Linked DNA regions of Mus musculus: all the other regions are linked to region 1. The links are chromatin contacts, called in public promoter capture Hi-C maps. All regions are on one chromosome and are shown on one strand. The core of a region is the stretch at or near the end of the contact, and the rest is flanking DNA. Distances in the headings are between cores, read along the strand shown.

What was found. Promoter capture Hi-C pulls out the DNA fragments that hold promoters and counts their contacts.
Region 2: a contact with region 1 is called in a promoter capture Hi-C map of cranial neural crest, with 4 times the contacts expected there. The contact joins the promoter of Tspan6 here to the promoter of Zmat1 in region 1. A contact is called at or near these places in 3 of 39 promoter capture datasets (the HPC-7 cell line, cranial neural crest and pre-B cells).
Region 3: a promoter capture Hi-C map of erythroid cells shows a contact between it and region 1, with 35 times the contacts expected there. The contact joins the promoter of Tceal8 here to the promoter of Zmat1 in region 1. A contact is called at or near these places in 4 of 39 promoter capture datasets (erythroid cells, hippocampal neurons, liver and 1 more) and 1 of 9 other capture datasets (adipose tissue).
Region 4: a contact with region 1 is called in a promoter capture Hi-C map of erythroid cells, with 55 times the contacts expected there. The contact joins the promoter of BC065397 here to the promoter of Zmat1 in region 1. A contact is called at or near these places in 3 of 39 promoter capture datasets (erythroid cells, liver and pre-B cells).

The regions. Positions count from the first base shown.
Region 1 is chrX:135,007,693-135,010,599 of GRCm38.p6, forward strand. Zmat1 (zinc finger, matrin type 1) reads right to left here and starts at 1,517. Exons shown (of 7, transcript NM_175446.3): 1 at 1,219-1,517. The coding sequence starts at 1,282.
Region 2 is chrX:133,896,791-133,899,899 of GRCm38.p6, forward strand. Tspan6 (tetraspanin 6) reads right to left here and starts at 1,639. Exons shown (of 8, transcript NM_019656.3): 1 at 1,418-1,639; 2 at 334-522. The coding sequence starts at 1,504.
Region 3 is chrX:136,170,803-136,173,796 of GRCm38.p6, forward strand. Tceal8 (transcription elongation factor A (SII)-like 8) reads right to left here and starts at 1,449. Exons shown (of 3, transcript NM_025703.3): 1 at 1,330-1,449; 2 at 834-903; 3 at 1-247. The coding sequence starts at 220.
Region 4 is chrX:136,741,337-136,744,215 of GRCm38.p6, forward strand. It overlaps BC065397 (cDNA sequence BC065397), which reads left to right and starts at 1,621. Exons shown (of 10, transcript NR_033324.1): 1 at 1,621-2,879. Morf4l2 (mortality factor 4 like 2) reads right to left here and starts at 16. Exons shown (of 4, transcript NM_001168226.1): 1 at 1-16.

The DNA.
Region 1 (2,907 bases), core at 267-2,766:
CTCAAGGGCATATCATTTATACATCAGAAGAAATTATTTTATGAGGTTAATTTTAATGAGTGTCTTTACCCAAGAAAAAGGGAATCTAACCTGTTTCCTCTATTTTTACATTCACAATCTTTCACTTTGGATGTCCATGAACAAGATAAGGTAATCCAGAAAATATTTTTACAGTAATTATTAGATCTGAGCACTTCTGTAGCAGAATCCGTCTTAACCATTTAAGAACATCGCCCAAACTGCTTTCAACCACATTGCAATGGCAGATTTCACAGTCTAATAGTAGGCTGCTTACAGATACATAATAGCCTGTGTGAAAGGTCGCTTATATTCAAACAGTCAAGAGATAGCTCTCCATGTTTGGCATAGTAAGTGGTGGCAGGTACAACAGCACTTACTTGAACCCAAAGAAATGTTAAAGATGGGCCCTTAACCCTGTTTCACTAGGCCTTAACCTCAAATACCAAAGAAAATTCTCCAAATGATTTCTGAAATTTGTGCTTCTGCCAAACACTTTCTCTTCAGTACAGGCCTCATTGCCAGAGAGGAACCTATGACCTCACGTCCAACAAATTCTACTTGAAAGCTCAAGTACACATGCTAAACTGTCCAAATTGCTAACTCTGTCGTCTCTCTGTAAATATCACACTGCCGAGTTTATTTCCTGAGTTTCTACACTGCAAGACGTTGAATCGCACCAGGGAGGGGGGGGGGGTTCCTGTTAAATTTCTGATAGTCCCTCTTTGCTCTCCCTTTCCTTTCCCTGGCTCCACAGCACTTCTGCTCTGCCTCCTCTTCCCAAATTGCACATCAGCATCCTACTTCCCCCTAAAGCGGCTAGCTAAGACAAAAATTATGTTTATTATTATTTTTCCCCTTCAAACTCCTGTCTTAAGAGTATCTGCCATTCCTTTGCTGGGGGGGGGGTGGGCTTTGGGGAAGGGGAGGTTAGGGATGCCCTTCACAGCTTCAGTCCTTCTGAGACCCTAGGGCCTAATTAGGGAGGGGGGTGGGATGGGGTGGGGGTGGGGTGGGACAGGTCCAAGCTCAGCGGAGCGGGGCGGGACGGGGCGGGGCGGGGCGAGCTTGGCCTTTACTGCGCCACAGCAGGTGGGGGGTGGGGCGGTGTCGAACCGCGCCCAGTCCGGGTTCCGGGCCAGCTGCTGACTGGCGGCGAAGGCGAACAGGCCGCCTTCGCGTCCCGGGACGGGAACTCACCTTCTCTGAGGCAAGGGCAGGTGTCTACTTTAAAACTACTGTCCCCCCTCCCCGCCGCCGCCATAGTGGAGCCGCCAAAGCCGCCGCCGCCTTCTCCACAGCACCGGCAAGTGAGCAGGCAGGGGTGGAGGTGGCAGAGGAGGGAGGCACCAGCAAGGCCGCCGCCGCTGCCGCCGCGTAGGCGGCGGCGGAGGCGACAGCTTAGGGAACTTCCCGAGGGTGGGAAGACCTCGCCAGCTGAGCTACAGCTTTCGGCGACGCCACCGCCGCCGCCGCCGTCGCAGCCTGGCGCGCACAATTGCACTGGAGTCCGGATTCCGTTAGGCTTTTTTTTTTTTAGCCCCGCCTTCGCCCAAGCTCCACCTCCCATCCTTTGCTTCCTCTTTGGCAACCCCAGCCTCGCTCTGGCTCCCCTCATCCTCCAATAGGAGAGCCATGCACCCGCAGGATGCCTCCCCCTTCCCCCGTGGCTCTGCAGTACGGACCTCCCTCCGGAGAGGAAGAAAAAAGATGGCCAAGGGCGAAGGGCAAAAAGCGCGGGATGTAAAAACAAATGTCCTTATACGGTGGGGACTGACGCACTAATCTAACAGCATTTTTTTTTTAAATGTCAGGCTCTCTCTTGATCCCACCTCCAAAATCTCTCTAAAAGACATTTTCCCCTCTTTTGAAATAAGCAGGATCTGGTCCTTCAGTCTAAATGGCCCCTTAAACAACAGCTTGGCCATCAAAATTACCGTAAATCTGGTGCACAGTGGAAGAACGGAACTATTACTCAGCGTTTAATTCTCATCACTTTCCCCCAAACCCCTTAGAACTCCAATATTTTATGTTCATTTCCCTGCCTTTAAAACATACAAATTGTCACGTAGATGTATGCTTAAATACTGTTATTTTTGTTATAATAAAAAATACACACTTAAAACCAGCTATTGCAAAACTATTTTTTGTTTTGAAATTTTCATATAATTGTGTAGTTAATGGAAATAATCTAATTGGCCGGCTTGTCGTGAAGCATTATTTATATTTTCGAATTGCCCAATATTTCAGTTTATTGATCTCAAGCATTAAATTTTAAAGATTTTGCAAAATGATTGCCTATGCCAAAACACATTATTTAAAAGTAAATGCAATTATAGTTATTTTCTAAAGAAATTGTTTTAAATATAGACCAAGTAATTAAACATAATTTTTAAAAAAAATAACACAAAATTTGTTTTGGACTTCAAATAATGGTTATTATTATACCTAAATTAAATTTGAAAGAGGTCAAGCTGTTATCCAGCAATGGCATTTATTTTTAATTTAAAAAGTATTTAGTTGTGTGTGTGTGTGCACGTGCGTGCACGCGTGTGCTTTAGTGTAAGTAATTACACTGTAGTTCATGCAGGAGATCAAGATCAGAAGAGGTGTCAGAATACCTGGGACTGAAGCAGACTGTTATGAACTGCCTGCCATATGGGTGCTAAACCCAAGTTCTTTGCAAGAGCACTTAAGTATTCTTAACCGCTTAATCATCTCTCCAGACCCCAAAAATGAAATTTAAAGGAAACAATTTGATCCTTGGTAATCAGACTCTTTCTGTAGGTATAAGGTTTTTGTATACTGTGTAAAGTTTACCCTACTGTTATTCAAATGCTGATTTCTGTGGCCTGATACCTTGTTTTAATCCAGACACAGCATTGTAAT
Region 2 (3,109 bases), core at 389-2,888, 1.1 Mb before region 1:
TAGTACAAACAAGACTCAGACCAAAAGACTCATATATCACAGAGGAAAAGAGGGAGGTGGCTGGAGTTCTGAGCAATCAATTGAACACATTTTTATTGAAAAGGGCAGGGAAGGCAGTATCCAAAGCTCTAATTAAATATGGAAGCTAGCAGAGGGACTGGTAGTTTGGTTTTTTTTGTTTTTTTTTTTTTTTTTTTTTTTTGGGTATTTTTTTTTCCATAAGGAATGGAAAAAACAGCTACGGCCAATTCCAAGAAACAAAGACATTATAGAACATATAAGAATCTTCCAGGAAAACCAAGAGCATTCTAAAGAAATCAAGGACTTACTCACCAGTTTCAGCATCCAGGCGGAGGCTCGACAGGTAGCGAAACAACCAAAGGTGCCCAAGAGAATAATGACAGTGCCTGTGCCAATGAGCACAAAAGGCACATTGGTGGCCTTCTCATTTAAGAGGGAAAAATAATTTTCCAGGCTCACCTTGCCCCAAATGCCAACGGCAAGAAGGATAACACCAGTGATCTATGTGAGAAACCAGAGAAAGAAACAATCAGGCACCGTACAAGCTTGAGTCCTTGATCACAAACTCAGGAGGCATCTAAGACACAATGCTTGTGAGAATTGATTAACAGCCCAGTTGCCACAGCACAGTGGCTAGGATATGGGGGGATGGGATGGGGTAAATATGGAAGAGGTAGGAGAAAAGGGTTCTGCAAAAAAGAAAAAAAAAAGGCGGGTTGTGTACTAGGTATCATCTCAAAACTGCATGAATCCATCTGTTTCGTTGTGTAAAATACATTCCCTGCGGCATACATGTCTAGAAATGAAAATTTCCTCAAGCAATTTAATCCAGTCCGAGAAAGAAAACCATCTTGTAGAGAGGGAAGGGTTAAAGGCGTTTCTGAATTCCAGAAACTTCTCGAATCCCCCATCCCCAATTTTGGGATGGACATAGGATACAAAGGGATGGTACACAAAAGAAAACCCAAGGAGAGAGGCTGGCAGGAATAGATTCACACCATACTTACCTGTGAAAAACTCCCCTCTTATGAAGCAGTGAAAAGAGAGATATTATTATGCAAAAGACCCCTCAAAGGAAAGGTTCAGGGACACCTCGTGTGCTCTAGGGGCCTTAACCCCTTTCTTCATCTCCCGCTCCGACCTCGATCTCCTGAGACATCTGGGTCCTACTTCAACCAGTCATCTCACATCAAGACCCCAACGCCAACGCAGTGCCGCCCACCCCAGCTCCCATCTCGGGGACCCCGCCACTGTGGCCTAGGCCAACTCGTGGCCAAGGCTGGGGTCTCTGGAACCACTGCCGCCCAAAGCTCATCCCACTCCAGACCCGAGGTTCTCTGCTCCCAGTCACACCCACCACCTAAGCGAGAGTTCCCCAGCCGTTCCCGTGTCTCACCCAAAAGATGAAAGTGTAGATCAAGAGAACGCTTTTCAAACAAGTAATGACCGGCTTAGTCTGCAGCCTCCGAGATGGGGACGCCATGACTACCCGGAGACCCTGCGCCTATGCACCGGGCGATCGGCTCGAGCTTGCCAGGCGCGAGAGTTTCCGAGTTTCCACGGAAACTGCCGAAAACTCACGAGTATCTGCAACTGAGAAGAACCGGAAACAGGAGACGATTTTCTAGAGGGTCATTCTTAGGAGGCTGCCCGGAAAGTTGCAACAATCGGACGCCCCCTACTGATCGTTACTGAAAACTAAATGTTAATAATACTTGCTTCGGTATGTTTTTTTTCTTCTTCTTCTTTTCTTCTTCTTCTTCTTCTTCTTCTTCTTCTTCTTCTTCTTTTCTTCTTTTTCTTCTTTTCTTCTTCCTCTTGTTCTTGTTCTTGTTCTTGTTCTTGTTCTTGTTCTTCTTCTTCTTCTTCTTCTTCTTCTTCTTCTTCTTCTTTTCTTTTTGTTGGTGGTGGCTTTTTGGTATTGTTGTTGCTTCTCTATGGAATCTTTCCTGTTTCCCACCTAACCTTCTCCCCCGAGTCTTTTTTACTTCATCGTAAGTTGTCTATCACTGCCCGCAATGTTGGAAGGTCCAGCCTCCCAGGTCCCTAGTGCCCTAAAAGAAAAGAATAAAAGCAAAAATCAGATTGCCCTCCACTTGAATACGATCTTTACTTCTCATGAGAACAGCATAAGGATATTTTCTTCTTCTAATCAGATTCACAATAAGTATGTAAAATGTACATAAATACAAATGAATTAATGAAGTGAAGCAGAGATGGTTAAGTGTGTGGTATTGCTACAAGGTTGGAAGGCAATATCTACCTCGTATTCAATACAGACTTTACAGCCAGGTTATGTATTCATGAAAGATAAGGAGATTCCCCATTTTTTTTCTACTTGAAAGTTTGCTCGAAAAATATGCTACTACAGAAGCAGAGGACAAGAAAGTTCCATTGACTTGATCATGCAGAGCTTTCCTGTGGTTTAAATATTGACCTAGGACCAGTTCCTATAACATCCAACCACACATCTGCAGTCCAAGAAAATAACATTTGGAAAATGAGTTATTTCATTCCCAGGCTTTATACTAAATTTTATCCCAAAAGTACAAAGGTACAATACAAAGCTTTTCGGAAACTGGAGGGTCTCTCTTTCCCTCTCTCTCATCTCTCTGTGTGTGTGCATATTTTTGCTCTGGGGACAACATACTCCCGTAAATACTTTGAGGTAAAGTCATCAGGAAACAGACATTCAGCTTTTAGAATACATTTACCATAGCTGCAGTCAGGCAGCTGGAGGAAGGAAGCTTTAAAAATATGCAAAGCTTCCTTCTGAAGCTAACTGACCCTATCTGAGGATTCCTGTATTAAAAACAACAACGAGCAAGGGAAGTCTTGCTAACTCCTTGTCATCCTAAATAGAAAGTTTTCTTCTGAAGTTTAGATTTGTTCCATGACTTTGAAATCATTTTCATTGTAAGCCTAAGAGGAAAGTAATTTTTGTGTGGCTGAAGAAAGAAAGAAAGAAAGAAAGAAAGAAAGAAAGAAAGAAAGAAAGAAAGAAAGAACAGCTAAAACTAAAAGGCACATCTTATTTCCAAGAATGTGTTAATGTTCCTTCTCTCCCTTCCTCTGCCACTCACAACAC
Region 3 (2,994 bases), core at 199-2,698, 1.2 Mb after region 1:
CTTCGGGGTTCAGATGCCTTGCGGGAGTGTCCTCTTTGGGCTCTGGGCTGGGTTCAGCAGGCTCTCCTCTATGGCTCCCTTCAGTTTCCTCCCTCACATTTTCTCCAGAAGCCTGAAGAGTTTCTCCTGCCTGCTGTGGTGGATCTTCTGAAGGATGGCCTTCGTCTGCTTTTGGTGTGTTCTGGGGTGTTCCTTCGTTCTCGTCACAAGACTTTTGCATGTTGATTATTTTCTTAATGAATTAATCCTAGGGGGATAAAAACAAGGAAACAAAACCGACTAGGTGTCAGGCAGATGGACAAGCTTTTGTGTTCCCATAGCGACTGACTTTTGTTTCAGGTCACTTAATTGCCAAAAAGTTTTCTAACTAGACAAGTCAGGTTCTGAGCTCCTGACTCCACCCCTTCCTCCACCCCCCCCACCCCCCCCTTGCTCTCCAACTCCATCTTCTCCTGTCCCGGCTCCAGCCCACCATTTTCCCAGCAGGCCCTGCAACAAACCTCTCCTAGCACTGAAATGGGAGCGGCGTGGAAGCAATTAACCCTTCCCTCACCACATGGCTCTAACACTCCCGCCCTTTCGGGCTTTTCCAAGTCATCCCATCCTCAGCTTCTCACCAGCAACAGTCAGGTCAGCGGTCTCCTCTCTCTTTTAAATGTCTTTAGCCTCTCCCTTTCCTTCCTTCACCCCATTTCCGCAGCAGGATTTGCAGGGGCCTTCTGTGCTTAATCCGGATGGGAGGCAGCCGTGACGCCCCTGGGATGTGCTTTGGTGTCTTCCACACTCCTACCCCCACCCAAAGGGACCTGAAGCAATTGCACCCTTGCACTGACCTGTAGGTACCTGGAGATTTTCCTCTCTTCTTGCACCTCGATTTATGTCGCGCTCAAAAGATCAAGAGTGCTGAAGAAAGACAGGAGTTCTTGGTGAGCACACTAGTGCCTAAATCAAAAGGTCTTGCTAACGGATAGCACAAAGTTTTTCCACATCCCCCTCTTCTCCCTCCCTTTGTGGCAACCCCGCCTTCATCTGTACCCTGTTTCCCAGCAAGAGGGCAAAGAATCAGACAAGTTTTCCCCACAGTGTTATTGTTTCTTCTCTCCGTCTCTCGCAGTTCTCCTTTCCCCGTCTCTTTTCTTTCTCTGCCGGACTCGGTTAGCTACCTCCCTCCCAATCTGCCCCATCCCTCATCAAGCAGCCCCAAACCTCTCGCACAAAATAGTTTAGCAGAACCCTAGGATAAGAGAAAGAGTGCGGGATGAGCGTGCTTTCTGTTCTCTGCTCCCTCCACCCTATGATCTCTTAAGCCAGCGCCCACTATTAAAGTACCTGGAAGTAGCTGGGCCACTCTTCTCTAGCAGGACAGAGCTGCTACTGGGGAACTGGGCCTAGACTATAAGGACTTCTGCACACGTCGACTGCTGGTCACGTGAGGATCGCGTCATCAATGAGCTCCAGCCTTTGGTTACCCCTCCCATTAACATGCAGCCCGCCCCCTACATTCCCTTCACTAGATACTGTCAATCTTTTTTCCTATTTGCCAATAGGAGACAATAAAACTCGTCTCGTCACCAAGTAGTATCTATTCACCTTACTCAGATTACCAGGAAAAGAGCAGTCTTTTAGGGTACGTCGACCAATTCTCCTAATTTGGGAAGTCAGCTCTTTCTCTCCCTTGCTCCCTATACTTCCCTTCCCCTCCCCCCACCAAATCCTACAGTCCACCATTTCTCTGGGAAGCTTCTCTGTCTTTAAAATGGGGGAAGGTTGTAGATGTGCGCTTGTGGGGGTAGCGGAAGAATAAAAGCCTAAGGAAGGGATGTTTAGCTTCTTGAGTCGTTTTCTGTGGTGTTCTGTTGTAAGAATCAGGGTTTAAAATGATATTTAAAAAGAGATACTTCATATTCACTATTTCACACTAGATGAGGAGAAAATAACTTCATTAAATCAATTTTAAGGTTTCAAAAAGTATTCTAATGACTGCAAGTGAAAGCACAGTATTTACAACATATTGATGTGTTGGGGTTTTTTAAAAATCTTACTAAAATGGCATCGTTTGCAAACCGACTCTGAAAACAGCCGATTTGTTTCGTTAGTTTTGTCTCCGCAATCCACGACTCTCTTTGCCTGAGCTTAGGCTATTATTAGACGTCTGAACTTTTAATTGATGACTGCTGGCAGCTCCCACTTGCAAATAAAGGCTTCAGACAGACTTCTTTTCCTTGTCCTTTGTGGGAGCCAGTGTCTTTGTTAAACAGAAAAGCCTGCTTTTCACTCAGTGAACTTTCGTGGGACTCAACGAAATATGTTTGTTGGTAAACTTTTGTTATTAAGAACAGAATGTTTGTAAGGAAAGAGCGCTCACAATGAAGCAGAAAGGAGGTAACTCTTTGTATGTCACTATTGACTGTGGGGCTTATTAAGCATGTAGGGTTTTCCATTCATTCATTCATTCATTCATTCGTGGAACTCTAGATACCCTGGTAGGATTCAAAGTGCTCCATTAAAACAAGAGCCATCTCAGAGAACTCCATACCCTACCATAGAGCTATGTACACCACATGTTCACTGCTGCTTTCTTCACCATAGCAAGGAATAATGTTCAGCTTAAAAAAAAAAAAGAATGAAAAAATGTTGTTACAAAATTTTCAGGAAAATAAACGCACTTAGAATGTTTAATATTCACTGAGATCACACAGTATCAGAAGGAAAATAAATCACATAGTCTTCCCCATAAGCAAAACCTAGTCGATAATATATATGTATATAAACGAATTTACATGTAGGCACAGTATAACATTCAGAAATGAAAACAAGAAAGTCTAATATTTGGAGGTGAGGAAGGATTGAATGCAAAGAATGGACATGAGATAGGAAGAGGACAGAAATCTAATCATTTGCCTAGTTCTAACTTTGCTGTGGATTTCTTCTTTTCTTTTCCTTGTTGCTGATAGATAAGTGCTTACAATACATTCAGTAGTGTAGGTGTAAGCT
Region 4 (2,879 bases), core at 371-2,870, 1.7 Mb after region 1:
GCTTAGCCCATCAGCCAATCCTAGCCGTCTTGTCTGAGTTTTAGAATGTTCCATACCCAGATGATTGGACAGCCGCCCCCACGTCAGCAGTGACACTCAGCCGCAGTAAAGGCGGGTGCTAGCAACCTGCTTCTTCATGCTTAGGGCCGACTGCAAACCAATTAGCATCCTTCTTCAGTGAGGGCTCCCGCCAATGGCGATGGTTCTTTTAGGATCTTAGCCCGCCCTCCAAGTGCGCTCCAGCCGTTGGGTCAGAAGTCTATAGGGCAGCGCGTTCACGTGGCCCGTCTTCACGACCCAGAGTTCCCCTGACCGTGGGTTTTTTTTTTCCCCCCCTCGCGCTCGCCTTCTCTCCTGCAGGGAGGCATTATGGGTTTGTGGGTCCGCTCCCCTCCCCCGCCCCCGCCCCGCTGGGAAAGGAAGTGCCGACGTGGCTGGCGGAAACAGGCTAGGCGGAAATGAGCTAAGGTTCCCGCGAGTGGGAAGAGCGAGGGCAGACCCGGGGCCACGCCCCCGAGCCTGTTGCGCAACTCGCGGACCTGGGGAGAGAGGAAAAAAAAACACCAACGCCCCCCCAAAAAAACCAAAGGCAAAGGAATGGTGAAGGTTTTGAGGTGTGAGGCGTGTGAGGGTGGTGAGTGCCACTGGGCGGATGCCTGGATGCTTTGGAGAAACGGGGTGTCTGCGCGCACGCGGGCGCAGGCAGGCTCGCGTGGCTGTGGAGTGTGGGTGTGGGCGCACAGCCGCCCTCGTGGCGCTGGCGATGATGGGTGTGCGCAGGCGTGCTGCCCTGGTGGGGACGGGAGGGGCCGTGTGTGAGTGTGTGTGTGTGTGTGTGTGTGTGTGTGTGTGCGCGCGCGCGCGTGAGCGTAGGCGAGGTCCCTCATTTTGGTGGATTTTTCTGCCTTTTTTATGTTTGCAAACTGCATTAATAAAACTGAGAATAACTAGGACAGTGCTAGTATCTAAAGGAAAGGGCTTCTGTAAGAAAAGGCCTGCCGATTTAATCAAATTCCTTTCTTTTCTTTGCCTTTTTTCGTTTTTTTGTTTGTTTTTGAGGCCTGTTGTAACTAGGTAGCCCTGGCTGGCCTGGAACTCGGAGATCCACCTGTCCCTTCACGGCCTTCGAGCGCTGGGATTAAAAGCATGCGCCACTCCACCCAGTCCGATTTAATTTTAGACCCTAGAGATGATCATTATTCCCACATTATAGTCCACCAAAATAAACTTCTTCCATGGTTAAGATTCAGAACTATATTAGTAACGTAAAAGGGCGTTTCTTTCAAGTTTCCAGTTGTACACCCCCTCCTCTCTGTCCCCAAGGCCTCCCCTTTGCCCTTCACCAAATTTACTGCGAATCTCCCTTATGCCCCCTCACCAGGTTTATCGCTAAATTGGCACACAAAATTTTAATGAAAACATAGGCAACTAAATTCCCCAGTGATAGAGACAACTCCAGTTTCCTGTGGGTGGTGAGCCTCACCTACCTTTTTTCCTAATCTCCAAGCGGAGTGATCAAATACACATTCGGCCAATTTTCCAGAAAGTTCACTGGCTGAGCAGTAAACCTCTTGAATCTGCCGCTAGATGTCACCAAATCCCAGCCAAAGGAGTTACTGCTTGGTTCCCAGGGATTGTGAGATTGATTTTTTTGCTCCACCCACTTCTTATTTTATGGGCTCCCTAATCTCTGGCTGACTCATATATATATCTTAAATTCCTAAAGATGAATAAGATCAAGTTCTGTGAAGTAACAGTACTAGGCAAGGAATTATATATCCGAAAATTCTGGTTAATTTCCTTAAGCAAAAAAAAAAAAAAAAAAAAAAGTCACCTGTTCTGGCACATCTTTTGTTTTTTCTCAGGATTGATAAATGGGCCTAAATTCTGATGCTAAAACCCTTCGTGAGCTGTGGCGCAGCCGCAGTATCAGCGCTTGGGAGGAAGAAGGGCCGCAAATTAAAGGCCAGCTTAGATTACATATTGAGGCCCCGTCACTACATAAATAAACCAATGAAAGAATATTCTTTTTGCTCACTTTTTTCCCCTCTTGAAATTTTTATCAGGTACGTGTGTTGGCCCCTCAGGTTTATGTAGTGGTTCTGTGCTGTCCGGAGTGAGAAGGTAGGTACTTAATATACCAAAAGTTATATTTTATCACGGTGAGAGTCATCACACAGTTAAAACTCTTAGTTCCTAACTACAGTTTTAAGCCTGTTCCCCCCTGAGGGAGCTCACCTGTGTGACGGACCTTACCTGAAGATCAGGCCTAGTCTCCGATGCAGGCGCCTAGGGAGACTCTCCAGCCACAAGGGCGGCTCAAGGTGTCTCTCCAGGTGTGCAGCGAAAGACCGATGCTTTCTATCTCCCTCCTTATATACTCACAGTCCAGCGGGCGTCATGGGATTCTTGTCCCGTGTCTGGTTATCTTAGCGACTGATGTCATTGGGGGCTGGTTATCAGGTACAGCCTTGGGGGTAGTGGAGTTCCTGACTAAGCTGTTTTTCGAAGACAAAGGGCATTTTCTCCCCTACTATTCTCGTTACAATTCCGAAAAAAAAAAAAACGTGGTTGTGTCTTTTAAAGTCGATAGTAAGTAGGAAAGCATTTCACTTAGGTTTCACAGCGCATAATGATGTCGCCTTGAGGGTTTTTTTTTTTCTCGATGTACCTGTGTGACCTGTGCATTTCGCGGCTAAAGTTCACCTTCATTTAGGTCTTTTCCCTCTGTTGCGGTTCACCCTATTTTCTATGGAAGGATCTCACTGAACTCAGAGTTTACTACATGGGCTATACTGGCTTGTCAGTGAGCTCCCAGGATCTGCCCATTTCTACCAACAGTCCCCCTTAAAATACGGGGGTTATAGATAGGTGCCCCA